Linked DNA regions of Mus musculus: region 2 is linked to region 1. Evidence: chromatin contacts called from public ChIA-PET data. All regions are on one chromosome and are shown on one strand. Each heading gives the region's core, a stretch centred on a gene start, on an enhancer-like site or on the middle of the called end of the contact. The rest is flanking DNA. Distances are from core to core; before and after follow the strand shown. Region 1 holds the start of Spin2c (spindlin family, member 2C). Region 2 has its middle 56 kb from the start of Spin2c.

Region 1 (7,507 bases), core at 3,200-5,699:
ACTGCTCAAACAGGTCTTCTCTGGCCCAGGAGCAACTGCTATCACTCTGTCTGGAATGCACATTCCCCTGATTGTGCTACAAGGCACTTCTCACACTACCTTAACACAAAAGCCAAGCATTCCAGGTGACCTTCCCTGGCTCCTATCTCTCTCTAACCTATTTCCCCCTTCAATTTCATTTCCCTGACCCTTTCTTTACTGTTTTCCTCCTTAGCACGTGGCCAAGGAAGCTTTATTATGTACTTTTCTTGGCTGGTGCCTAGCTTCCACAGTAAAATGCAAGCCTTAGAGGTTAGGGACCTTTTTTTTTTATTATTTACTTCAACTGTTCATTGCTGCATCAGTGCCTGTCTAGACAAGTGCCAGAGCCCACCCAAAGTAAATATTTGTGGGAAGAAGATAAAACAAATGAACTGAGACAGCAGATTTCCATGGGTTTAGCCTCAAATTTACAAATGCAGATCCCTCCAGGGAATGACTGTGTGTTTTATCAAAGTGAAAAGGACAACTGGAGGAGTGGATGACTGGAACATTCAGAGCCTACAGTGGGTTGAACCCTTCCTCTCACTCAGCTACTTGCTTGTATCTTGGTTGGAATGTGAATCCTAATGGTTGTGTTCCTTTGTTTCATTTGCTTTTCAGGGCAGTACGGAAATGAATATAGATTGTGTGAACTCTTAGAAAACCCACAGCTCTTATTTTGAAATAGGAAATAATAAAACTGAAAGAGCAGACAAAACATAAAAGCCAGATAAAAGTGGCTGGTGTGGGCTAGACAAAGTTATATCATGTAAGAAAGAAAACTGAACTCTCTTCTGGTGAGGTGAGGTGCCCTTGAGTAATTCTTTAGGCTATCTGCCTCTGCTCTGGGTTTGCTAGGATGTTCTTTCAGTCTTCAGAGAGCCCTTTCTTACTCTATTATGTATGCCTCTCCAGCATAGACAGAATAGACAACATTCTTTCTTTGAGGTAGAAGTTTAGTTAAAAGTGGGGGTTCAGAAACCAGAGAAAGCACTTTGAAAGATTTCTGGAAGACAGGGTAAAGAGGACATAAAGAGGAACTGGGCAGAGACCTCTGCTCTGGACACCATAGTTCTGGGGGACTATACTGAGGTTGCAGTTTCTTCTGCTCACCAGCTACAACCCATCCCCATCCACATGACAATACACACCTGAAGGAATTAGTTACAAAAAATCACAGTACCCAGCCCTATTGCTCACAGCATTCACATCATCTGCAAATGAACAGCTGCATGGACTTCCATCGCTGTTTAACAGGAATGTAGCAAGCCATTGTTTAGCCATGAGGTACCAAAAAAGGTGTTAGCGGCCAGGGGCTTTGTGGGCGAGGTCTCTCCAGAACCAGAGCTTCTCAAGGCTCCAGGCCTCTCTTTGCAGGCTCTTTAAGTAAAGCCACCTATAATTACAGGCAGCTGTGACAGAAGAACGGAAAGTCTGGTTCTCCCTAATCTTGTGGAGAGGCTTTAGGCTCAGTTATCAGATGCTGTGCCTGGGGGTAGTGAGGGATATTAAAGTTGGAGGATCAACAGTGATAGGACTCTTCTATCAGCTTGGCAGGATTTCATTTTTTTCCAGATAAAGTATGTTCTAAACTCATGATAGCATCTCTTAAATTCCATGAACCTCACTAACTCATTCTTCAGAAGTTTCATTTACTCAAACTATGGGAAATGAATCATGACATTGAGGTCCTGGGTTTACTGTATTGTGTCCTCTGGAAATACAAGGAAACAGCCGTCAGGCCAGAGCTTTGGAACCACTGTTCCTGTGTCTGGGTTTGAAAATCTAGGTTCTGCTTGGCAGGTACGACACAGACTTTCAAAATGAAGAAGTGGCTCTTAATTCATTAGTCTGAGATCTCTTAATCAAAATGCCTGTCCCAGAAGCCTCTACTACATATGCCTTCTTAAACAACTGACTGATGACTATTTTGTGAAACCAGCCAAGGTGGTCAACGTGTATGTAGCCAGATGTACAACTTTTATTTTTATTTTTATTTTTTGTAGGATTTCATGACCACCCTGGGACCTGCTAACAAGCCTTTCTCCTTTCTCGAAACACTCCTTTGGGTATTCCTTTTTTCCCAGAGTTCATCCTTCCTGTGTGTTCATCTACCTCCCCCTTTATGAGTTGTTTAGCCTCTCCTCAAGTCATTCTTAAACTTGCACTGGGGCTCTTCTAAGCTTCTTTGTGTTCCTCTGTACTCAATTTCTTTTACTTTCCTTAAAAACCCAAGATCTCACTTTCTGTAATCTCCTCCCCCTCCCCCCACCCTACCCACACGCCTCCCCCCCCCCCACACACACACAACTGTATGTTTCTACTTCAAACACAATGCTTCCCTCAGGGAACCTCCCTTTCTTCCTCAGCACCTTTCCCAAGCATTCACCCCTTCTAAACACCCCATCCCATTTCTATTTCCTCTCCCTCCCCCAGACCATGCCAGATAATTCCCATTCAATTTTTTAGATGACTAATTATAATAATAATGGTACTTTATTCACAGGTTAATTTGACAGCTGTTTCTTCATATCCCATTCACCAAACATACTCATCTCTTACACAAGACAATGTGTTTTTACATTTAACAGGTCATGTCCACAGACTGGTAGTTTCCAGAACAAAAACAACAGCATTGCTGGCAAAGTTTCTGGGTTATCAGAAACTCTCAAGCTTTTAATACACTGAAAAATTAATGTTTTTTGCACATCTACAACGTACACATTTGTTTCCCCACACTATGCAAATTTTACCCTAAGAGTTCTTTTTCACCAAGTCATAGACATAGATATGGAAATCATCGTCAAACTTGATGAAGTACACAGAAGGCTTGGCTTTAACTTGGTGAATGACCTTGCCTGTCCTCTTGGAGCCATCTTCTTTGGTGTATTCCACATGTTTACCTATCAGGCCATCTACAACTCCTTCTGGCTCCCTGTCTGCTGGAGGAGATGCACTGGACTCTGGCATGATACGGAGGTCACCCTCTTTATAATCATCCAGAAGCTGATACATGTACAAAACGGGATCTCTCTCATAAGTAATGTAAAACCAGGCGTTCATGATAGGCGCTTGAGCCAGGACCATCCCCCTCCATTCATCCTTAGAGCCATGCTCACCCTCAAACATGTGTTCCACTGCTTTGCCAATTATGGTATTAGCAAGGCGCACATCGCTGACTCCAGAGAACGACACCTTATCAGGAAGGATTTTAAGCTTTAAAATCCTTTCATCTCTGTGAAGTTCCAGTCCATAGACACAGTCAATCCCATCATATTTCACCAGGTAGAGAGAGGGGTTGATAGGCACCTGATCCAGCACAGTCCCTTTCCACTGTGTGATCGGCTCATCTCCTTCCTTCCACCCGTGAGAAATTCTACAGCCCACGATGCTCCTACGGGATGAAGATCTGCTCCTCTGCCTCTTCTGAGAAGCTTTTTTCTTCTTGATGGTTGTAGAGCCAATGTGGTGACCTACGCCTTCTCCCATTTGCTCTTTTGCTGCACCTTTTTTGTGAGGGGTCTTCATACCTGTAAGAGGAGGAGAGAATCTAGGGAAAAACATTCTATGCAAATATTAAGGTTATTTTTCTGTGGATTAGGAAGTCCCTGTGCATGATATACATGTGTCCAGTAGCAGTATTCTATATCAAAATGTGTTTAAATGCCTGCCTGCATAAGCCTCTTTCCAGGCTTGTTTGGTTACACAACAGAGTTAGTGAAGAGATCGCTGTGGAAGTTGTAGCGCTTGAGAGCCAAGCAAAGAAACAGCCGGTTCTCTGCTAGTTCCGTAGTCATCCCAGCTGCCCCGCACCACCATCCCTATTTATAACCCCAATACCATATCTCTATATCCCTCCGTGAAATTTCTATGTCTCTTACCCACTCTCCCCCTCCTTTTCATTCCGCCCTCACTGCCCATACCCATGCTTGCTCTGTGCTCACTTCTTCATGTGTCTTCCAAATCATCCCCGTTTCCCTTTGAGCTCAGCACCACGAATCTGTTTCATGCACTGGCCACCTTTGTATAAGATTCCCCGGGTTTCTTGCTCCGTGCCCCGCCCCCCAAATCTCGGTTCCGAGTTTCCCTCAGCTCAAATCTTAGCACTCCCTCCAATTTTCCTGACAAGCAGGAACCCATTCCAATTTTCCAGCACCTAGTCCGATGCTCACCTGCTCACTGTCTGGGTTTGCAGCACTCACGTGCCCAAATCGGACAGAAGACTGTTGCCTCCGCTGCGAGCCTGGAGCGAAGGATGATCAGCCGGCAAGCAGCCAAATGAGCGCCTGTGAGAGCAGAGCCAGGAGTCTAAGGCCAAGCGCCTGTCTAGGAAAGCCGCGGGGCAAAAGAAGGGAGCATCCAGGAAGTCCCCGCTCTGGGCTTTCTCTCACCTTATTCCCGAGTGTCAGAGGCGGCAGTACCTGGGCCACTTAAGAGCTTCCAGCAGTCGCTGCTGCCACTGCAGTCTCCTCCCTCTTTTCCTAGCGTAGCTTCCTGCCCCGCGAGAGGCCGCCCCTTCCTGCCAAACACGGTTCAACAGCCTCCTCTCCTACTCCACACCGTGGTTCTAAGCTGGGGAATGTGGTCTTGTCCTCATCTCTTCTGCCAAATCAGGAGCCAGGAATTCTCCACACACACGCCAACCCTTCCCCCACACAACCCTTCTTGCGCACAGCTCCTAAGGATTCCCTCCTTCAGTTCAGGTTCCCCACCCCCACCTGCAACTCTACACTTTAGTGCCCCCAACAGCATCTGCTTTCCATCCTTCAGGAATTTGCTTTTCCTTTACCCCGTGCCCTCATGGAGTTTTCTTTATGCAAAAACTGCCTTTCCGGTTGTTTTAGGCTAGTGGAGCTAGGATGAAAAAGAAGGGGAAAAAAAACCAACAAAAAAAAAAAATGCTCTCTTCTCTCCTGTTTGTTTGACCCGATTCATAAGTAAGTTTTCTTGATTGCTCATCTTCTTGAGGACGGGAATCCAGCTACAGAATTTTATGCACCATGTGTAAGATTCTTAATCGTACATTAGATCAGCTTCACTTCTTCCCCAAACCCTTTGCCTCATCACAAAATAGTAGTTCTTATGTGCTTTGCTTCTATGCTCCTAAAAGAGCTTGCATTACTTATGCAAACGTGGTTGTTAAAAATAATCTATAAAACAATTTTGGATATTTCTGAATGTAGAGCATGTATGACAATATGAGAAGTAGACAATACCCTCACTTCAGAGTTAACATTCATTTTTTTTTTAGTCACTCTTTTAAAAGTAGAAACAAAGACCACCAATAGGGTGAAAATTTTAATTCTGTAGCACAGACTTCACTCTTATAGTCTTCAATGTATGTGTATATATACATGTGGATATTATGTTTTATGGCAAAGAGTTTCAATCATACTTTATGAAGTAAAGTTCTTCATACTGTATGAAAAACTACTAATGGTTCCCTTCAGTAGCCTAACAGGACATTTCTAAGAGGTAGTCCTTGGGTTTTTGACCTAAGTCCATATTACCCAGTTGATAAGAATATTGGGCTTGTGTAGAAGCTTAGCATGGGTGTTTACCTGCTGACTTGAATTCTGGAGACTCAGATGATGGTGGAAGGAGAGAACTGATTCCCTCAAGCTGTTCTCTGACCTCCACATACATGTACCCCCCCACCAAAATAAAATAATGTAAAAGATATTCTACAGTTTTTAAAAATATTACTCATCTTAGTATCATCTAGCTAGCACAGCTTTCTCTTACTACATTAATCTACTCTCATGAATATTAAAGAATTTTTTTATTTATTTATGAATGATCACACTGCTAGCAAGCCTAAAGGAGAATCATGAGATTCTTAAATTTGACTTTACTTGATTTCTGTTTGTTTGGTGGGTTGGATGATTTTTGTTGTTGTTTTGTTGCTGTTTTTGTTATTGTTGTCTGTGAGACAGACTCTCTATATAGCCCTGTTGTCCTGGAACTTACTGTGTAGACCAGGCTGGCCTAGAACTCACAGAGATCAACCTGTCCCTGCCTCATGAGTATTGGGATTAAAGGCATGCATCACCATACCTGGCCAATTTCTTAAATTCTAAATGCTTGTTTTATATAATACTTATCTTTTTAAAATTTATTTACTTATTTATTTTTGATGAAAGTGCTTCATGTACAAATCTTCCCTTAAAGTTATAAATGGACAATGAAAAATTGATACTTCATTTACAGACAGCTCTCAACTTACATTGGTTTGTCTTTTGTGTGTGTGTCAGTGAATTTTTTATTAGGTATTTTCTTCATTTAGATTTCCAATGCTATCCCAAAAGTCCCCCCATACCCTCCCTGCCCACTCCCCTCCCCCCACCCCACCCCTGACTCCCACTTCTTGGCCCTGGCATTCCCCTGTACTGAGGCATATAGAGTTTGCAAGACCAATGGGCCTCTCTTTCCAATGATGGCCATACTTATCTTTTGAAGCCTACTTTTTTTTTCAAAAACAATTTTTATTAGATATTTTCTTGATTTGCATTTCAAATGCTATCCCGAACTTCCCCTATATCCTCCCCCTGCCCTGCTCTCCAACCCACCTACTCCCACTTCCTGGTCCTGGAATTCCCCTGTATTGGAACATATAAAGTTTGCAAGACAAAGGGCCTCTCCTCACAATTATGGCTGACTAGGCTATCTTCCGCTAAATATGCAGCTAGAGACACGAGCTCTGGGGGTACTGGTTAGTTCATATTGTTGTTCCTCCTATAGGGTTGCAGACCCCTTCAGCTCCTTGGGTACTTTCTCTAGCTCCTCCATTGGGGGCCCTGTGTTCCATCCCATAAATGACTATGAGCATCCACTTCTGTATTTGCCAGGTACTGGCATAGCCTCACAAGAGACAGCTATATCAGGGTCCTGTCGGCAAAAACTTTCTGGCATATGCAATAGTGTCTGGGTTTGGTGGTTGTATATGGGGTGAATTACCAGGTGGGGCAGTCTCTGGATGATTGTTCCTTCCTTCTCATCTCCAAACTCTGTCTCTGTAACTCCTTCCATGAGTATTTTGTTCCCCATTCTAAGGAGGAACAAAGTATCCACACTTTGGTCTTCCTTCTTCAGTTTCTTGTGTTTTGCAAATTTCATCTTGGGTATTCTAAAAATATCTACTTATCAGTGAGTGCATATCATTTATTTTCTTTTGTGACTGGGTTACCTCACTCAGGATGCTATCTTTCAGATCCATCCATTTCCCAAAGAATTTCATAAATTCATTGTTTTTAATAGCTGAGTAGTACTCCATTGTGTAAATGTACCACATTTTCTGTATCCATTCCTCTGTTGAGGGACATCTGGGTTCTTTTCAGCTTCTGACTATCATAAACAAGGCTGATATGAACATAGAGGAGCATATGTCCTTATTACAAGTTGGAACATCTTCTGGGTATATGCCCAGGAGAGGTATTGCGGGATCCTCCAGTAGTACTATGTGCAATTTTCTGAGGAACCGCCAGAC
Region 2 (7,507 bases), core at 3,717-6,216, 55 kb before region 1:
ATAAATATAAATATAAATATAAATATAAATATAAATATAAATATAAATATGTCTCTGTATGTGACTATATCCTACAAGTGTTTCCTTGTTAATTATATTACAGTAGTGGTTCTCAACCTTCCCAATGCTGTAACACTTTAATATGGTTCATGTTGTGGTGACCCTCAACATTATTTTCATTGCTACTTCAAACTAATTTTGATACTGTTATGAATCATAATGTAAATATCTGATATTCAGGCTATCTGATACAACACCCCAAAGTGGCTGCGACCCACAGGTTGAGAAACACTCCCTTAGAGCACTAGCAAAGTCTGGGAGGATTTGAGGGTGTAGCTCAATGTTGTCATTGGCCTAACATGGGCAAGGCCCTGACTTAGATTCCCCCACCAAATAACAACAACAACACATACTCATACACACACACACACACACACACACACACACATGGAGCACATGAGATGTGTCACATGTTGGTGCTATGCCACTTTTACTTCTCTGTGCCTTTGTATTTAAAGAATTCACAGGAGCAAGTAGAAGTTAACTGAAAGGGCTGTAGAGATGGCCCAGAGGGCCTGAGTTCAATTCCCAGCAACCACATGGTGGCTCACAATCATCTGTAATGAAATTCAATGCCCTCTTCTGGTGTGTCTGAAGACAGCTACAGCATACCCATATATATTAAATAAATAAATAAATAAATAAATAAATAAATAAATAAATAAATAAATATGAATAAATAAAACAACCAATTAAAAAATAAAGAAATTTTAAAAATTAATTCTCAAAAAATAAAATTAAAAAACTTAAAAAAAAAAAAAGATGTTAACTGACTTCCCCTATGTCTTGCAGGCAATATGTAATAGCCGCAAAGCAAGAAGCCTACCTAGATAAGATCTTCTATTCTCCATTCATTTCTTCTAAAGGTAAAGATCAGGGACAGGTAAGCAAGCATCTTTATTTTCTGAGGTTGACCAGAGAGAGATATCTAACTCCAAAGGAAGCCTTACTATATTAATCACATCCTCTTACGGTAAATGGACAGCATCATGAATATCTCAGCATTATAACTGCATCCTCACATCAAGATTCCATATATGTATGAACTCCTTACCCTGAGGACAACCTTGATTTGGGATTTCTGGTCCGTAGTGATGAATAGAGCTCTCTAGTCTCACTGCTAGAGGATCTGGGAAACCACACACTTCCTGTCCAGGTTTTTTTTTTTTTTTTTTTTTTTTTAATGAAAGTTGTTGAACCCAGCACTTGGGAGGCAGAGGCAGGCAGGCAGATTTCTCAGTTCGAGGCCAGTCTGGTCTACAGAGTTCCAGGACAGCCAGGGCTACACAGAAAAACCCTGTCTCAAAAAAAAAAAAAAAGAAAGAAAGAAAGAAAGAAAGAAAGAAAGAAAGAAAGAAAGAAAGAAAGAAAGAAAGAAAAAGAAATAAAGGTGTTGAAAAAGAATGAAAGCAGCCTGCAATGGTTGGTCTGCAAAGGAAAGCTGACACATAAATCCAGAAATGATATTTATTGCACTGAAAGGGACTCATGGCCACAGTCGGCTTATGAGAGACCAGGAGTTAGGTAAACAGAGCAGGGAGGCCAGGACTAGAGAATAAAGTTGGCAAATATCTAAGATGGCCAGCTTTTTCCTCACCCAATGACTTAAGATAAACACCTAACAGCTTAAAGCAAAGAAATGTCTTGTAGGCTTCTGTCTTGTACCAGCAGGCTCCTTGTTGATGGACTGTAGTGCTTAATGAGTTCAAGGCCTGATTAGGACATGTTACAATACGGCTGTGATCCAATTAACAATCCTATCTTTTCTTCAAACTGACCAACCCTAAACCAGGGGAGGAAAACTCTTCAGAGACAAAAAAGAAAAGGAAAAGGAAAAAGTAAGTAAGAGAGGGAGGGAGGGAAGGAGGAAGGGAAAGAAGGAGAGAGAGAGAGATTATTTCTGGCTTCTCTGTGTGTCTGCTGTATGTGTGTGTTTCCTCACCTCCAATAAATGTCTTTCTTCATCTGCTCATTTTGTGTACTCCTATTTGTGGTGTTTGAGATTTCTCTGATGCTACCTGTGATAGTCAAGATTTTTTTCTGGGTTTTAATTATTAAGTGGCAGAGAAAATGAACCCAATCAAGACCCCTAAACTTGAGGGAACAGGAGTCAGGGGAAGTATTATAAACAATACAATGTATTAAGATACCTAAACACAATGTAGCCTTAAAGAGAGAGAATTCCCTTTAAAGCCCAGAAATGAGCTTCATTAAGAATGAGAATAATAGAGACAGAGAGGGGGAGAGAGATAGCATCAAGAGAAAGATGCTGGGAGTGGCTTGAGGAGCATCTTCAGAAAACAGCCTTCATCTTACCACCAAGTTCTTAACCAGTCTCCTCGAGGAGTCTTGGACCATTCTCCTTAACAAAGGAGAGGTCAAATATTTTATAAACACTAAGAGTAGCAGGAAATTTTATGTCACATGATTTAGTTCAGCACATTATACATAACAAGGAGTGTTCAGGATCCAGGCACTTTTTAATTTAAGAACTGTCAGACCATAGTGCACACTGCTTTTTAGATTGTAGAGGGAGATGGGGCCTGACTCAGGCTATGGGATCAAGCCTAAAGTTACAGGGCTATCTTCTAACAATAAGTAAGGCAAGCTTCTGACCTCACAGAAGTACTAACAGTATTATCTAGGAGACTGTATAACAATTCAGTGATGTCCCTCACTAGTAGTTCTGAAGACTGTTATGGAAAATCCTTTTATTTTCTTATTTGTAGGGGAAGACCCGGGAACAGACAGTATTGCCTCTTTCAGACACCAGCTATTTAAAAACACTTTCTAAAGCCTTGGAGGGAAACTTGTTGGTGAAGAAAAGTATCTAAAATATGGAGAGCAGTCAGATTACACATGATGAGCTATCATTTGGGGGTTGAATAGAAACAGAAATGATCATCAAGAGCTATAGCAGAGAAATGAGGGCCATGTCAGTACAAAGGAAGGAATGAACAGCAGAACTAGTTAGAGTACTGAGTAGCCTTCAAATATAAAAAAAATATCTTGACAAATGAAGCAAAGTTGGTACCCAAGCCATGCCATATGAGAAAGTCCATTCCAGCAAGATATAAAAGTCAAAAGGCTAGGAAATTGGATTTTGAAGGAAATGTTCTGGAACTTAGGAATAGGAAATAACAGTTAAGTAGTATAAGAATGGTAAACTAGTAAACATGGGATAGAATAAAGGACCCATGTCATGAAGAGATAGCCCCCACCTCCAAAAGCATCTTTCTTCCACAACAGGTACTTACAAGCTACCTTTGCTAAGCAGCACTGGCATCTTGTGCAGTCTCACAATGTAAGTAAAAGAACTACAAGAGCCTGGAGCCTGAAATCTCTGCCCTCATTCTATGTCTCCTTCCCTTTGACTCGGACTCCTGCTTGACTCTCTTTACCTATCTAATTTATCTCATCCTTCAAGAATGGAGACAGAAGGTTGAGGTGTTTTCCTAATCTAGATTCCAGCAGCAATAAAACTTTGCAGAACAGTACTCCACCCATGGGAAGGCAATTATCCATGAGTACAAAGCTGTATTCTGGAGTAGAATTTAGCATCTCCAGAGAAGTTCTTCACCCCATCAAGAAATGAGGTGGTTTTAGATCACCTTGCAAGACTGGTGCTATGAAAATGATCAAGCGTACCACACCCAGTACTGCTTAATTATGCACACTTTGTCTCTTTCCCCAGTTCTTCCTCTATGCCTAAAGTTCATATCAAATGAACTTGAACCCTGTTATCTGTTTCTCTTTCAATAGAGCCATCTTGAATAAATCCCTTCCTACTCCTCAAATTACTCCTGCTTTTAATTGGTATAATAACTTAGCCTGTTGAGTCTGCTGGTCTTGGAAAATTATGTAAAGTCAAAATACACTTCATGTGCTATATAGCCAAGGAATACTTCTCTGGGTGCCAGCAAATATCCACCAAAGAATGAACTAATAAATGCTCATGGAGTCAATCAAATATCAGTGGGCATCAACAATTTCAATAGACTTCGGAGGCTGGGATGGCTAAAGGCTCTGAAAGCCTAGAATTATGCAGGGGCAACCTTCACTAGAAATAATGTGTTACATAACTAACCACTGGTGCCTTATCTTTTTATGATGCAGTATTCTGCAAAACATTATTAGTTTGCCTTTATGCACAGACATTCACTAGAATGAGCTCACACATCCCATGGATTTAAATAAAACTTTCATGCAAATCTCTTTATCCTGCCCACCCTGACAAACTTTTACTCAAATATCTAACCCCTCCAGATTTAGTAATACTTTTGTTTACACAAAGGCCTTGCTGTATTCTCAGCAAGTGGTTGACTAAAGTGGTTGACTGCTTCCCACTTTCCTTTGTATAGATTCTTTTAAAGCTAGCCAATCATGGAAGACAGTGAGATCAGACCCCAGCCAATGGGGTGCAGGGATGGGGTGGGGTGGGGGAGGAACAGTCAACACCTACATTAGAATACAAACCGAACAAAATGCCTGTCTTGGTGTTTGTTCTCCTGTGAGTAGCATACCTTTCTGATCATAAGCAAAGTTTTACCTTGTAGAGATATTTTATTTAGAGTGGCAGTCTTTTTCGTTGGGACCCCAAATTTATTTTTAAAAGGCAATACCCTAACTTCTTGCCTTGTGTCCATACTTTCTCCACTGTACCATTTACACAAGAGGAGAGAAATACTTTAAAATACAATTCAGTTCTCTGATCAATATATGCCATGGCTGTAGATGTGGGGAAGCAACAACCAATTTCCCCTTCAATGAAGGATTTACTATTTCACTACATCTGTGACACCTATTAGACACTGCCTCAGCTACAAAGAACAACATGGTCCAATGTCATATCTTATCCAATAGCTGAGTCGTGTAGAATTAAAAGGTATGTGAGTCTTTTCACTTTGAAGGGCCATTCTAAGAGCTTCCTGTGGCTGCGGCTATCAATGAGTCTTTTTATAGCTTGACTTCCTGTGTAATTCTGACTCACATTTCCTGTGCAGGTGAAGGTGTTCTTCATGACATTTTATCAGGCTTAGCTTGGTTTCACTGTCTGTTTCTTGGGGATTCTAACCTGACAGGATTCTGTCAATGTCCCTACAATGTTTTATGGAATGTTACAGATTTAGAACCTTTAAGTTTTCATTGGCTTCTATGTCTCTTGCCCCACAGCTTCAGCTCAACCAGCTTCCTTTTTTTAATCACTGAAGGTGCCAAAGCCCTGTCTATCTAATTCCCTTTGTTTAGTTCCTTTTACCTGGAAATGCTTTTTCTATATATACATTTTCTAACTCTATAATTCCCTTAATTTTTCTTCTAAATTATTATATTCCCTGTTAACTAATCTCCCAGTGTTAACTAATCTCCCAGTTTGCTATTGCTACCCATGAGTCCCCTCCTTTTATACCCAGGTCTAATTTGCAGTTTTTCAAAAGTTAGAAGGTTTTTTTTGTTTGTTTGTTTTGTTTTGTTTTGTTTTGTTTTGTTTTGTTTTGTTTTGTTTTGTTTTTGACAAACCTCTTAATATAGTTACTGTCACCTTCACTTTGGTTGTAAATATCATGAGGACATATGTCATTGACTCTGTGGTTAGTAACACATCCCTAGTTTCTTATTACAGGGCCTGATAGAAAATAAATATTAGCCAAGTGTGCTGCACAATTGAATGAAGTAGATACAACAGGAGGAACAAAGTAAGTGAAATGGTAAAAGAGGAAAAAAGAGCAAGTTATGGGAAAACCACGGCTATTTGTTTATCTTCTTCTTTGGGGTTGGCCTTCTTTTTCATTTATTTATGCAAGTATTAAAAAGGGATATTTAGAATATTATTGCCAAGAGACATAAGTTCATTTCCAGCACTCTTACTATGTAACCCTGGTTTACTTTTTCTTTGTAAGCCTTATTTCCTTGTCTGTGAAATGTGATAGTAAAAATTTTGCTCCAATATCCTCTGAAGATTGAGATGCACCTAGCCCATATGTGGCATTTGACATGTGCTTATTTGTCATCTAAAAACCTAGAGAGAGAAATGATATGTTAGATGACTTGTAGTGTATGCTTCAAAATATAGCCAGAAACATGTGTGTTATGATATCCATGGTAAGTTTCAATACATAGATATGGGCTATATGGATTTGGAGTAAGGAAGGAAATCTGTCCCATTTCCTATTAATTATTTACTTATAGTTCCTTCATTTCATCTCTCAGGTCAGGATAACAACTGTAGAAAAGAGGATAATTGTAGGCTGTTACTGAATTAATATCTATGTATAAACAACTTTAATAAATGCAGATTTTCAGTTTATTTCTCGCTACAGAACAGTGGTTCTCAACATGTGGGGCACGAGCCCCACAGGGGCCACATAGCTGTCCTTATATTATGATTCATAACAGTAGCAAAATTACAGGTATGAAGTAGCAATGAAGATAATTTTATGGTTAGGGGACACCAGAACGTAAGGAACCATTAAAAGGTTGCAGTATTAGGAAGGGGAGAACCACTAGGCTAGAACATTTCTCTTAAACTATTACATGGAGTAACTTCTTATCATTCATCTATTTACTCAAATACCCTCTCAGACCTTTCTCTGACAATCCCTATTGGAATTAATACTCTTATTTTCACTAATATCTATCTCTTTATCCAATTATAACTCTCTAAAATTATATAGTCTGTCTATATCTTTTTTCACTCTACCTTGTAAGAATCAAAGCTCCTTTAAAGTACAGACAATATGCTATGAAAATTGGACAGATCTGTAAAAATGTAGTTGAATTGAAAAGGTGATCAAATCTACAAAAGAAGGTAGTACCTTGACATCCTCATCACCCAAGAATGTTATGAACTTTAATGAGTTCTAGAAATAACATCTCAGTTCTTAGTAGAGAGGGAATAAAAGCCATATACATTCAAAGAAATATTTCAATAATTATTTTAACATTTCAGTAGTAGGATTTCTTGAACTTTAGTCACTAATTAAATGCCACTTGGATCATTGCTAAATATAAAAGGTTAGCCAAAGGGATATGAGCTCTACCCTCCTGACAATTGAAAATTTATCTTTATTGACAATCTTACATTAATAATATTTTTATTTAAAAATATTTTATTATGTACTGATATTATAATATAATTAAATCATTCTCACTTTCGTTTCCTCCCTCCAGACCCTCCTAAACCATTGTTCTCTTTCTCATTCATCTTTCGTAAAAGTAACTTTTATTTTCCAAAAGTAATTGTCATCTAAGAGATTTACTGCTTAATAAGTTTACACTTTCTAGCTCTTTCTGAACTCTGGCTTGTTGGTCAATTCAGTTATTCTGGCTCAAACTCCTCTCCACACTGATTGGTTCAAAGTAACTTCTTTCAGCTTCTGATTGAATTACTCTGCTTGACTTCATACTAACTTAGCAATATGTTCTAGTCTTCCAGCTCCTTCTCATTCTC

Evidence for each region. ChIA-PET counts read pairs in DNA pulled down with a chosen protein or histone mark.
Region 2: an RNA polymerase II ChIA-PET map of memory CD8 T cells shows a contact between it and region 1, with 43 read pairs. The contact joins the enhancer-like site here to the promoter of Spin2c in region 1. A contact is called at or near these places in 2 of 484 Hi-C or Micro-C datasets (CD4 T cells and CD8 T cells), 2 of 115 datasets of contacts at active chromatin or transcription factors (effector CD8 T cells and memory CD8 T cells) and 1 of 9 other capture datasets (adipose tissue).

What each region holds. Positions count from the first base shown.
Region 1 is chrX:153,829,235-153,836,741 of GRCm38.p6, reverse strand. It overlaps Spin2c (spindlin family, member 2C), which reads right to left and starts at 4,449. Exons shown (of 2, transcript NM_001005370.1): 1 at 4,194-4,449; 2 at 2,502-3,551. The coding sequence starts at 3,549. The coding sequence ends at 2,776.
Region 2 is chrX:153,884,985-153,892,491 of GRCm38.p6, reverse strand. No RefSeq gene overlaps it. Among named protein-coding and RNA genes, the nearest start is that of Spin2c, 56 kb to the right of the region's middle. Within about 2 kb of position 4,966, at least 30 of the 459 cell types and tissues checked have an H3K27ac peak or open chromatin away from gene starts, as enhancers often do. A contact at or near this core is called in CD8 T cells, effector CD8 T cells and memory CD8 T cells, where this site is marked.